Linked DNA regions of Mus musculus: regions 2 and 3 are each linked to region 1. The links are chromatin contacts, called in public Hi-C and HiChIP or PLAC-seq maps. All regions are on one chromosome and are shown on one strand. The core of a region is the stretch at or near the end of the contact, and the rest is flanking DNA. Distances in the headings are between cores, read along the strand shown.

Evidence for each region. Hi-C and Micro-C count contacts between places; a contact is called where the count stands out from the background. HiChIP or PLAC-seq counts read pairs in DNA pulled down with a chosen protein or histone mark.
Region 2: an H3K27ac HiChIP or PLAC-seq map of microglia shows a contact between it and region 1, with 4 times the contacts expected there. The contact joins the promoter of Lpcat3 here to the promoter of Tnfrsf1a in region 1. A contact is called at or near these places in 1 of 484 Hi-C or Micro-C datasets (CD4 T cells), 2 of 115 datasets of contacts at active chromatin or transcription factors (microglia and pancreatic cancer cells) and 1 of 9 other capture datasets (liver).
Region 3: a contact with region 1 is called in a Hi-C map of CD8 T cells, with 5 times the contacts expected there. The contact joins the promoter of Lrrc23 here to the promoter of Tnfrsf1a in region 1. A contact is called at or near these places in 1 of 484 Hi-C or Micro-C datasets (CD8 T cells) and 1 of 115 datasets of contacts at active chromatin or transcription factors (pancreatic cancer cells).

The regions. Positions count from the first base shown.
Region 1 is chr6:125,347,804-125,351,456 of GRCm38.p6, forward strand. It overlaps Tnfrsf1a (tumor necrosis factor receptor superfamily, member 1a), which reads left to right and starts at 1,920. Exons shown (of 10, transcript NM_011609.4): 1 at 1,920-2,259. The coding sequence starts at 2,221.
Region 2 is chr6:124,661,128-124,664,780 of GRCm38.p6, forward strand. Lpcat3 (lysophosphatidylcholine acyltransferase 3) reads left to right here and starts at 1,977. Exons shown (of 13, transcript NM_145130.2): 1 at 1,977-2,232. The coding sequence starts at 2,082.
Region 3 is chr6:124,778,054-124,781,706 of GRCm38.p6, forward strand. Lrrc23 (leucine rich repeat containing 23) reads right to left here and starts at 1,674. Exons shown (of 8, transcript NM_001302555.1): 1 at 1,597-1,674; 2 at 959-1,093; 3 at 764-873; 4 at 39-292. The coding sequence starts at 1,075.

The DNA.
Region 1 (3,653 bases), core at 670-3,169:
CCTCAAATTCACCTGCTTTTACGGTCTTAAACCGAGTTTTATGGAGCATGCTAGTACCCTGTTGTCTCAAAGCTTCAAAGGTGCTAAGAAAAATCAGCGTTTATCCTAAGCCCTGAAGGAAAGTCCCCTTTTGTTCCAACTTCTAAGTAATAATGGCTTTGGCAGTTTGCACAGATAGACCATTAAAAGTTCCTTGTAATATTAAGCATGGGACCTTGAAGAGTTGTTAATTATTATTTTCAAATTATTGATATTGTAGGATTCTTAACATGTGGCAAACACTTCTAATATTAATATGAATCTTACCACCAAACTAGCCTTGAGAAATGTGCTAGTGTGTTTTGTGTCTATTTGTGTGTGTGTGTGTGTATGTGTGTGTGTGTGTGTGTGTGTGTGTGTGCTGGGGATAAACTTAAGGCCTCATCTATGCTGGGGAAGCCCCACCTCCACCCCCGACCACATACCCACACACACCATTTCTTTTTCCTGGCTTGCTCCCATTGAAAACTGGCCAGTCTGATAGAGGGGGGTGAGCTTCCAGCAGCAGGGACACCTCCAGCTGGTCTTCCGCTCTGCCTTCAGGGTCACAGAGGAGAGGAGACAGCAGGGTTAGGATACTGGAGGTTGGAAGTCAGGGTAGCTCACAGGGAGAAGGGCCAGGAGCTCTGGTTCCAAGTCCCCAAGCCCTATGCCCCTATTCCTGGGTTTTCCCTCCAAGTCTCAAAGTCTCAGCTGCTTTTAAAGGACCGCAGGTTGGTTGAACTGGCATGCATAAAGAAGGTCATTGAGTCTCAAGGGCACTCGAGTGAATAGTGTCCGGGTGTTACAGGGTTCCATTGCACTGAAGACCTGCCCAAATGGGGATGGCAGGAGGCAGCCATCCCTAGTAAGGGATGCTATCAGAAGGTAAGGTCTTACTCAAAAGGACAGAGAGAACTGTGGGCCTTGCAGTAGGAGCTCGGCTGGCATCCTGATTCTCCGAGATCAGCCTCCCAGTGTGCAGAGTCCCGTGGCTTTTTCCTCACCCCTAAAGCTACAGACTGTGGTATAACTATCTTTGAGGTCAGTCCCAACGGATGCATCAGGATATCTAGAGCTGGGTGTGGTGGTGCACACCTGTAGTCTCAGCAGGTAGGAGGTGGGAGGATGAGAAGTACAAGGCCAGCCTCAGCTAGACAGTGAGTTTGAGGCCAGCCGGCTTGGGCTAAATGAAACCCTATTTCACACAGGTTGGAAAGGGGGCCCTGGGAGCCCTTTACAGAAGCCTGAATTCTCATGGCTTCTCTTTGCTATGTCAGGGCAGGCACTTTTCACTCCAAATTAACAACTGGGGAGACAACCAAGGCTTAGGAGAGGGTGCTGCCTGACACCCCCTCACCCGTGCCCCACCGTTGGTGACCGAGCCATGGTGGGCAGCTGAGGGACTTGTCTGGAAGACACAGATGAGAGTCAGTGGGAGTGACCTTGGGTCAGGACCCAGGCAGGGTAGAAAAGAACATTTGATTTCCCTCCCGGTTTGGGCTGACTGGGTAAACGTCCAAGAAAGTGCGATTAGAGGGAACTCAGAGGGAGGGAGAGCGCGAAGCAAAGGAGTTCTCGGCGGGCGAGCATCAGATATTGCCCTCCCCCTAATAACTCCCGCCTGCCGTCCCGTGAGATAGGTGGGCTGGCTTCCTTCCGTGAAATTGACAACAGGCTTAGAGGGGTTAGTCCACCGGTCTAAGCTCACCCACTTCAAAAGCAAAGGAGTCCGAACTGGAATTCTGTGGACTCTCAAGCTCTTAAGTGGTGTTAAGTGGGTTTGGGGCGCCAAGCTACGGGACCCGGGCTACAAAGCGTTAAAGAACCTTGGCCCTCTCCTCACTCCTCCTAGTTCCCTCCCTCCTCCTCCCTCGCCTCTCCCCAGGCTCTTCCGGTCCCGCTCTTGCAACACCACCCCCGCCACTCTCCCTTCCCCTCCTACCTTCTCTCTCCCCTCAGCTTAAATTTTCTCCGAGTTTTCCGAACTCTGGCTCATGATCGGGCCTACTGGGTGCGAGGTCCTGGAGGACCGTACCCTGATCTCTATCTGCCTCTGACTTTCAGCTTCTCGAACTCGAGGCCCAGGCTGCCATCGCCCGGGCCACCTGGTCCGATCATCTTACTTCATTCACGAGCGTTGTCAATTGCTGCCCTGTCCCCAGCCCCAATGGGGGAGTGAGAGGCCACTGCCGGCCGGACATGGGTCTCCCCACCGTGCCTGGCCTGCTGCTGTCACTGGTGAGATGGGAGACTGGAGGGGAGGGTGGGTTGCTAGCGAGGCGCCGGGCAGGAGTGGGCTTGTACTAGGGGTAGAGATGGGGGCAGGGGCTTCTGTGCTTTAGTTTGACGCCAGGTTTGCTGTGCCTCACCTGGGGCTGCCCTGAGATGTGGAAGGGAGAAATCTGAGAGGGAGAGAATCTGGCAAGCCAAGCTGGCAAGCCTGGGCCCCTGACAGTCAAGGTCCTGGCCCGTGTTGGGCTGTGGTCAGGCCAGCTGCTCGGCCAGTGGAGTTAGACGGAGAAGCCTTCTTTCTCTGGCCGAGGTTGAACAGCGTGGGGCAGGGTGTTGGAAGACTGGGTGCTAGGAGAACCGCTTTGGCGGGACGAGTTTGGGAAAGCGTGCTTGGGAGTGGACCCGAAACTGGACAAAGCTGGGCAGCCTTCCGGTCCCAGACTTCTCCCTGAGACAGCCTCTGACCTTCTGCCGCCTCCATTTCTGCTTCCAGACAAGAGGTCCCTCCTGGCGTGACCCTCCTTAAGTAGCTAATACCTCTTTATCTAGGCCATGTATCCTCCTGCTCCCTCCCCACAGACCCAAAAGTCAGTCTCACGGTTTCCAATTCCACAGTTCCAATTGGGGAAGTTGGTAGCAGCTTGTTTTCGTCACTGGAAAATGTACTTTTCTCTGGCCTCGGCCTAGTGTTCATGTTCTCTTGATTTCTGTGTGTCCATAATTATTCTGTGTAGATCCTGGGGGCTCCCTGGCTGTCTGGGTGGGCTGTACCATCGGCGCAGTGTTCTCTGGGTCCTGCCTCTCCCTGGCCCAGCGTTATCCCTGAGACCTGCCTTTTTCTCCCTCCCCTTTCACTCCTCATTCTCTTCTGGTCAGTCTCCAGAGCCTCCTTGCGGGGGTGGGGTGGGGGGGTGGGGGTGGCTCCTTTGTGTCTATTCCCTTCCCTTTCTCTACACACCATTCTAAAGCAGTGGTCCTAGAACCCTGCCTGGGTGTCACCTCCCTTCTCCTGGTCCTGTCCTGTCTCCCAGTCTCTCCTGGGAGACTTGTCAAGGCTGCCCCTCTGGCTGTTCTCCAACTCCCCCACCCACTTAATTCTTTTCTCTTTAGGGGTAGATCACCTGGATTTAGGGCTCAGCCCAGCACCCTTACCCTCATGAACGCAGGCATGTGATGTGACTCCCCCGCTTTTTGTTTCTTTTATTTCCAAAATGTCTACAATGATCAGTACCTCATAGTTGTTATTAAGATTGAGTAGATGGATTTGTGTTAAATATTTATTCATTTCCTTCCCTGCTAGGTCCAATTCAGATTAGGTGAATGATCCCAAAGGGGAGTAAGAAGTATGCCACAAACAGAAAGGACTCAGCTTGGCTTCTCTCTTCTCATCTCTAGCAGTG
Region 2 (3,653 bases), core at 727-3,226, 690 kb before region 1:
AGAAAAAAAAAAAAAAAACTACCTGGTGATGAATATTCACATCAGTCAAGTGATTGTCTAAGATCTTCAGTCTCACATGAAGAAGGGGATGACATCAGAAAGGGATACATTTGGCTCTCTGTGCAGGCCAGTGGTTCTCAACCTGTGGCTCTCAACCTCTCTAGCAACCCTCTATCTCCAAAAAATATTTGCATGATGATTCATAACAGTAGCAAAATTACAGTTATGAAGTAGTAACAAATATAATTTTAGGGTTGGAGGATCACTACAGCATGAGGAAGTATATTAAAGGGTTGCAGCATTAGGCTGAGAGCCACTGGTCTAGGTTATGCCTAGATTAGAAAATCTTAATCCAGGAAGGTTGTAGTCTGCACTTTTCAGGAAGAGTAAAGCAGTTCATATTTAAAAAGAATGGCAGTGCTGGCAGGCTGGCTCTGTGGTTAAGAGAGAATATTGCTCTTGCAGAGGGCCTGCATTCAATTCCCAGCACCCATATCACACCATTCACAATTTCCTGTAACACCCAGACACCGGGGATAGGAAATCTTCATCTACACACCACCCACAGAGGCACAACCCTATTATTAAAAATAAAGCATTTTAAATTAAAATTTAATTAATTAAAATAATTGCGAGCCAGAGAGATAGCTCAGCGCGTTACAGCACTTGCCAGCACTGAGTTCAATCGTCAAAATCCACATGGCAAAAGACAGAGCAGTCTCCTGAAAGTTGTCTTCTGGCCTTCATGTGTGTTCTGTGGCAAAAACTAGCCCTTCCTCCAACATACCCCAATATATACACAAATAAATGTAAAAAAAAATGCCTTTAAGTATAAATAAAAGGACATATGAAAAGGCAGGAGACATAGCTCAGTGGTCCAATGCTTCCTTAGCACACGTAAAGCCTACGTTCAATTTCCCAGTAAAAAAAAAAAGGGGGGGGGGGGGCTGGAAAAAAGTATAAAATGCCATGGAAGTGTAAGCCATAGCTGAACTTTTTAGGACAAGAACTTGTGAACCCCTTTGTTACACACCCCATACACTGTCACTTTCCCTGGGGTCAATCAGTGGGAAGTGACACTGCATAGGAGGAAAGGGCTCCTATTTTGCTTCATGCCTCTAGTGCTTGAACTTTCATCAGGAACATACATTACTTAAGCCGTGACAAAACTAGCCTAACTGTTAATTAAAGCGGCAAGTGTTAAGTAGGCTCTTTTTAATATAAATAGGCAGATCCTAATTTCATTGCCTCCGGAGAGAAGGTCCGTTTTACTATAGAAAGGGAACTCTGCATAAGGACTAGGGTTGTAGCTCCGGCAGGAGAGCGTGCACGCGGCACCGGTTCGAGTCCCAGTACTTGAACAACCGAAAAGGACCTGCATCGGGAAGAGCTACGTAGCATTAAAGGGTGTTCTTGGGCCCCTGGGCTCCCCCAGAGCCTTCAGGAAAGGGCTGGGAATGCAGGACCCTCGCTCTCCCCCCCTCCCCCGCCCCCGAGGAGACACCGTTAGGGGGCGCTCGTGGGGTGACAGCAGACATTCGCTCCGCTCCGTTACATGCCCCAGTAACCCCAGCGCCGGCGACCGAGAGTAACCTCGCGGTCTGGTGACGCCCCCGCCCCCCCCCGCCCCCCCCCCGCCCCGACTCTCGCCTGCTCCTGTCTCAACCAATGGGAAGGCAGCGAGCAAGCCGGCCGGACACCCGTCCGACCCACTCCTGCCCGGAGCCGTCCGGACCGAGTTGTACTGTCACCTCGCCTCGCGCTCCCGCCTGCTCCAATAGCAGCTGGGTCGCGATCGCAAGCCCCGCCCCGCCCCGCCGGCCCGGCCCGTTTCCCTTCCTCACGGGAGTCACCTTTGCCTTACAAACGCTCGGCCCCGCCCTCTTCCTACCTTGCTGCGCTCGGCCCCGCCCCCGGCTGGCTCGACCAATAATCGGGTGGGTCTAGAGGCTCTGGGCGGGCCCGCAGCCAATGCGCACGCCGTGGGCGGGCCCCCGGCCGGAATTGGGGGTGAAGCCACCGCGTTCTGCCCACATTCGGGGCGCGGAGCTGGGGGTCCCCGGGGGGCGCCCGCAGTTAAGATGGCGTCTACAGCGGACGGGGACATGGGAGAGACGCTGGAGCAGATGCGGGGGCTGTGGCCGGGTGTCGAGGATCTGAGCCTTAACAAGTTGGCGACGTCTCTGGGCGCGTCGGAACAGGCGCTGCGGCTCATCTTCTCCATCTTCCTGGGTAAGGACCCTCCTGCCTGCCTCTGCCCCCTCGTGGAGTCCCAAGGAAATGGGCAGAATGGGGTCTGGGGACAGGACCTGTCTGTCTGCCCCGAACCTGGGACCCAGGAGGGCTTGGGGGTGCGGGTCATCAAGCACACCAGCCAGCTATCGAAGGGAAGACAAGTCTGGTCTCAAGTCTGGGGGCCCGTACCCTCTGAACCTCTTCCCATTTTCTTTGGCCCATACTGTGCCCTTTGGCTCCTCAGTCACCTCCCGCCTTGTCATCGATATGCCGGACTGTGCCCTTGCGACCTATGTCTGTCTGTGGCTCTCAAGAGTTCGACTGTGGCCATGAGTACTACTTATTTGTTATTAACAGCTCCCATCATGCGCTCTCCTTACGAGAGGCATAGGCCCTCGAACTTAAGATATTTTAGCCCTACGGGCCTCCTCTGCCCGATTATTTCATACTATGTCTTCTCGGTCTATTTTGTGTATTGCCAACGTATAGTGTACTTTCATCTCTTTTCTGTCCACTTTCTAGTATTTTCTTGTACCATATTGCTTTCCCCCTTAGCCGCCCACCTGTCATTTACTCTGGAATACATTCTTACACTGGGCTTGGGAAACAGCACTATTAACAACCTTAAAAACTCCATGCTTGTTCCAAGGGACTATTATTCATATGGTTCAAAGGATGTGATGTACCTGAATTTATGTCGCAACAAGCTGTGTTATATATTATATATATATTTTATAGTCTTTTAAAAACCGCACTCTTCGAGGTTTTTTAATACATGAGGTAACGTGGTATGATGGAAAAAGTGTGGACTTTGAAGTTAAAGGAGTCCCACTCTTTACCGTTTGTGAGTAGCAACCACTCTTGTCGCTACTCACAAACGGTAAGACCCCCCAGGCAAGCCATTTAACTGCTCCGCATCTAATTCTCTTATGAGATGAAGACAGCCGTGCTTAGCATTGGATCGCTGTAAAGTCCGGTAAGAATTCTTAGGTCAAGATCAGTGATCAGAGACTCGATTCAGTAGGTTTTTAAGTCCTTGGAACTTTTGGGGAAGGCTGCATAACTTTAACCTGAGAGAGGCGTAAGTAGAGGGTTAACTGTAGGAAGTTTGAGATAAATTGGGTGTGGTGACTTATGCCTTTGCGGCTCAGTGCCCTGGGACTAAGGCAAGAGAACTGTGAGTTTGAGCCTGGGCTAATGGTTTGAGACCCTATTTTTAAAAAGGGGGGGGGGAGGACTGGAGAGATGGCTCAGCAGGTAAGAGCACTGACTACTCTTCTGAAGGTCCTGAGTTCAAATTCCAGCAACCACATGGTGGCTCACAATCATCTGTGATGAGATCTGACACCCTCTTCTGGAGCGTACTTACATATAATAAATAAATAAATAAATAAATAAATAAATAAATAAATAAATAA
Region 3 (3,653 bases), core at 424-2,923, 570 kb before region 1:
GGAAGGGAAGGTCTGTGTATCTCTTCCTAAGGACCCACCTTTGAGATCCAGGCTTCCCAGACGGGGGTGAAAGATGCCTTCAGTGTCTATGATCTGGTTGTAGGAAAAGCTGGCGATCTGCAGGTAGGGAAGTTCATTCATCCTAGCACTCCGAAGCTGATTGCCATCGGCCTTGAGCCATAGGAGGTGAGTGAGACTGTTGAGCGGCGATATGTCTGTAATATGGTTCTCAGAAATATCCACATAGCGAAGATGGATATAGGAGCGCAGTAAGGAGATGTCTGTGAGGTCCCTAGGAGGTGGGAGGGGGGGGGGAGAGATCCACCGGAAAGGATAAGAACCCAGAGAGAAACGGCACAGGTGCTAGGACAGAGAGCAATGCAGAGAAGCCTTGTACTGGGATGACAGAGACGGAGGGGAAGAGGAGGCAAGTGGGGTTTTCTTCTTGTTTTTCAGTGCAGAGATCAAAACTAGTGCCTTGCACATGGCAGACGACCTTTCATACTACTAAGCTACATCTCGGAGCCAAACAGAGACTCCTCCACAGAAGCTTCAGTGTGTTGTTTTTGGTGCTGGGAATGAACCTGGAGCCTTGTGCATACTAGGCAAGTTCTCCACTGCTAAGCTACCCTCCCAGTCACCTAAGAGTCCCGGACGGACGTTCTGAAAAGCGAAGCCCACCATGTCTTCCCATGAGCTCTAGCCCAAACACTCAGGAATGAGAGAGGGAAGGCACGAGATGCTCCCGTCTCGCAGTCCTCACCTGTCCTTAGCCTCCAGCTTAATATAAGCGTGAGCCAGTCCACTGCCAATCTTGCAGAGTAATGAGAGCCCTTCCTTCATCATGGCCTCCGTGATGGGGGTGGGCAGCCACTGTAAGAGGTGGGGAATACAGGCATCCCTCTCCAGCTCCCCTCTAGTCCCGAGCCCCGGGAGCCCTCCTGAAGCAGGCTCTCACTTCCTCAGAGGCTTCTTCTGTCTCTTTCCTGTAGTCTTCCCATTCCTCTATCTCCTTGTCACTTTCCACTTCATCCTGTTCTGCATCAACGTCATCCACATCATCTTCATCCGACATCTTTCTCTGCCCTGCGCTCTGGAGTCAGATGAGACTCAGTCCTGGTCCTGAGAAAGAAGGTCTTAGCTCCCACCCCCCCAACCCTCCAGTCCCTCACCTCCAGCTACAGGTGCCCTATACAGTCTGTCTCCTCTGAACTCCCACTTGTGCATCTTTCCTCATGCTGGAGACCGTCTTTGGACTCCCAGTCTCTGCTCGGAGCCTCCTCCCACTCCACCCCTGCTCCCTTCAGGACACTTTCCCACACTCCCGGACTGTTCCTGCTGTCACTTGCCTCCAACAGTGTCCCAGCAGCCCAGCGTCCTCCTTCCTCAATTCCCTTTGATACAGTTCTACATGTCCTCCTAAAATCTCCCCTACCTACTCCTCCTCCCCTTCTTTACCCACACCTCACCTCCGGGTTGGGTTCCCTTCCACCCCAACCCCTCTTCTAATGCGGCCTCTTTGCTTAACACCACCATTTCCCTGACACGAAGTCTTCAACCCTCCAACCCAGTTCGCCTTCAGAAGTGGGCGCAGACCCTGACTCTGCTCCTCTAGAAGTAGTTAAGGAGAGGATCTTTGTGCTGAGACGCCAAGACTGTTTTTTTGGAAGACGCAACGGGGTAGCCGGAGTTATTTATTGTTGTTATGGCAACAGGGGCGGGACGCTTAGCTTTGCAGCCAGCTTCCGTTGAGAGTTTAGAGTACCTCAACCGCAAAGCAAAAACCCTAACGCCCCTCTTTCCACCCTCAGCGGGTAGCTCAGTAGTTGCCAGGTTACGAGGCCAAATTTCTAATCCCAGGAACCAGGAGAAGGCGAGAAAAGAGTGTCAAGGAGTTAATTGTCGGCGGACATAAAACAATGGTCCAATATTAACAGCAGCACTGAGAAGCGGGAGGGAGGCGGGGCTGGCCATTAAGTCCTTAAAGCAATTAGATGTCCGGATGCAAAGGAATTGGGCTTTAAGACTATACCTAAGAAGCAAAAAGGAGATGGATGAGGGGGGAAAGGCACGAAGAGAAGCAAGAAATACTAAGTTATGGGATTTGTTGCTGGCCGGGTTCCGCTCATTTACTTCGAAGGTGGCCTGGTGGTGCAAACCTTTAAGACCCAGCTTTGCGACCCCTGCGACCCCCTCTGGCAGGAAAGATAACTCAGAGATTAAGGGCCCTGGCTGTTCTTCTAAAAGACCCAGCTCTATTCCCAGCACTCACAAACCATCTGTAACTCCTGCTCTAGCGATCTGATGCCATCTTCTGACCTCTACACATAAAATAATAAAATTAATACATCTAAAAAATAAAAGGTCTGGCTTGGAGTCTTGGTAGATCTGCTGATTACTAGCAGTCCTCTAGAATTCTGTAGAATAAACGTAACGTTAAGAACTGGGAGGAGTCTGCTGAGTTACTCTGTGTCTTCGCTGTTGCTGTTTTCCTCTGAAGCAGCAGACTTTCTATGTAAGCCAGGCTGCCTCGAAGTCACTCCTTTCCCAGCCTCTTAAACACTGGGATTACAGGTGAGCGCAACCATGCCCAACTAACACTATCTTGTGGAGTCTAAGGAAAAGAGAATGCTTGATACAGGAACACATGGGACTAATTGTTACCTGCTTTATATAAAATGCAAATTGGAGGCTAGATGGCTCAGGGGTTGAGAGCACTCGTGCAATTGCAGAGTTTTCAGCACCCACAAAAGGTGGCTCCCAACCATCTAGGACTCCATCTCCAGGGGATCCAATGTCTCTGGCCTTCATGCACATACTCTCCCCACCCACACACACATACACACACAACCATACACTTGGGTAAACTAATCTTTTTAAAGATTGCAAAGTGGTCTGATGGAATATGTGTGGGCTGGAAGTCAGAAAGTGTTCCTTTGGATCAGTCGAGTTTGGGGAACGTAATCGACAAATCTGTTCTCTTGGTGTCAAGGAACGGGAGCTCTAGCAACAGCGGTAGCTTTAAAGCATAAATCCTGGGTTCCAAACAGCTCTGCTACTCAAAGCTGTGTGTTCTTCAGCCTATATCATCTATAAATATATTGCTGAATTATGCATGGTGGCACACGGCTGTGAACAGCAGCTGTCTGTAAGCTGAAGCAGGAGAATGGTCTGGGCTAGGCAGGGCTACTTCAAAATGAAACAGCGTTTATCTCAAAGAATTAGAGAGTTTTCCAAAAAAAACCAATGTAAGTGGTTTTGCACTTGGTTGACCCGGTAGTAAACAGATCCCTGCCCCTCCCCCACCCCTTTCCACCCCGTGTTCTCAGTACTGAGGTTATGGCGAGAAAATAAATTAAAAATGATATTTTGAGTCAAAATGTCACCATGTAGCCCAGGATGGCCTGGAATTCGCTGTGTAGCCCAAGCTGGCCTCAAATTCACAGCAACCTTGCCTCAGCCTTCCAAGTACTGGGATTAAGAGGCAAAAAGAATAAACATTAATGTGCTCTGAAAACTGGAAGTGCTTTGCAAATGGAAGTGTGTTAAGTGATACAGTCTTGTAATCCCAGCACTTTGTTGCTGAGGCAGGAGGATTGTTTTAAGTTCAAAGTCAGCCTTGACTACACAGCAAGTTCAAGCCTTGTCACGAG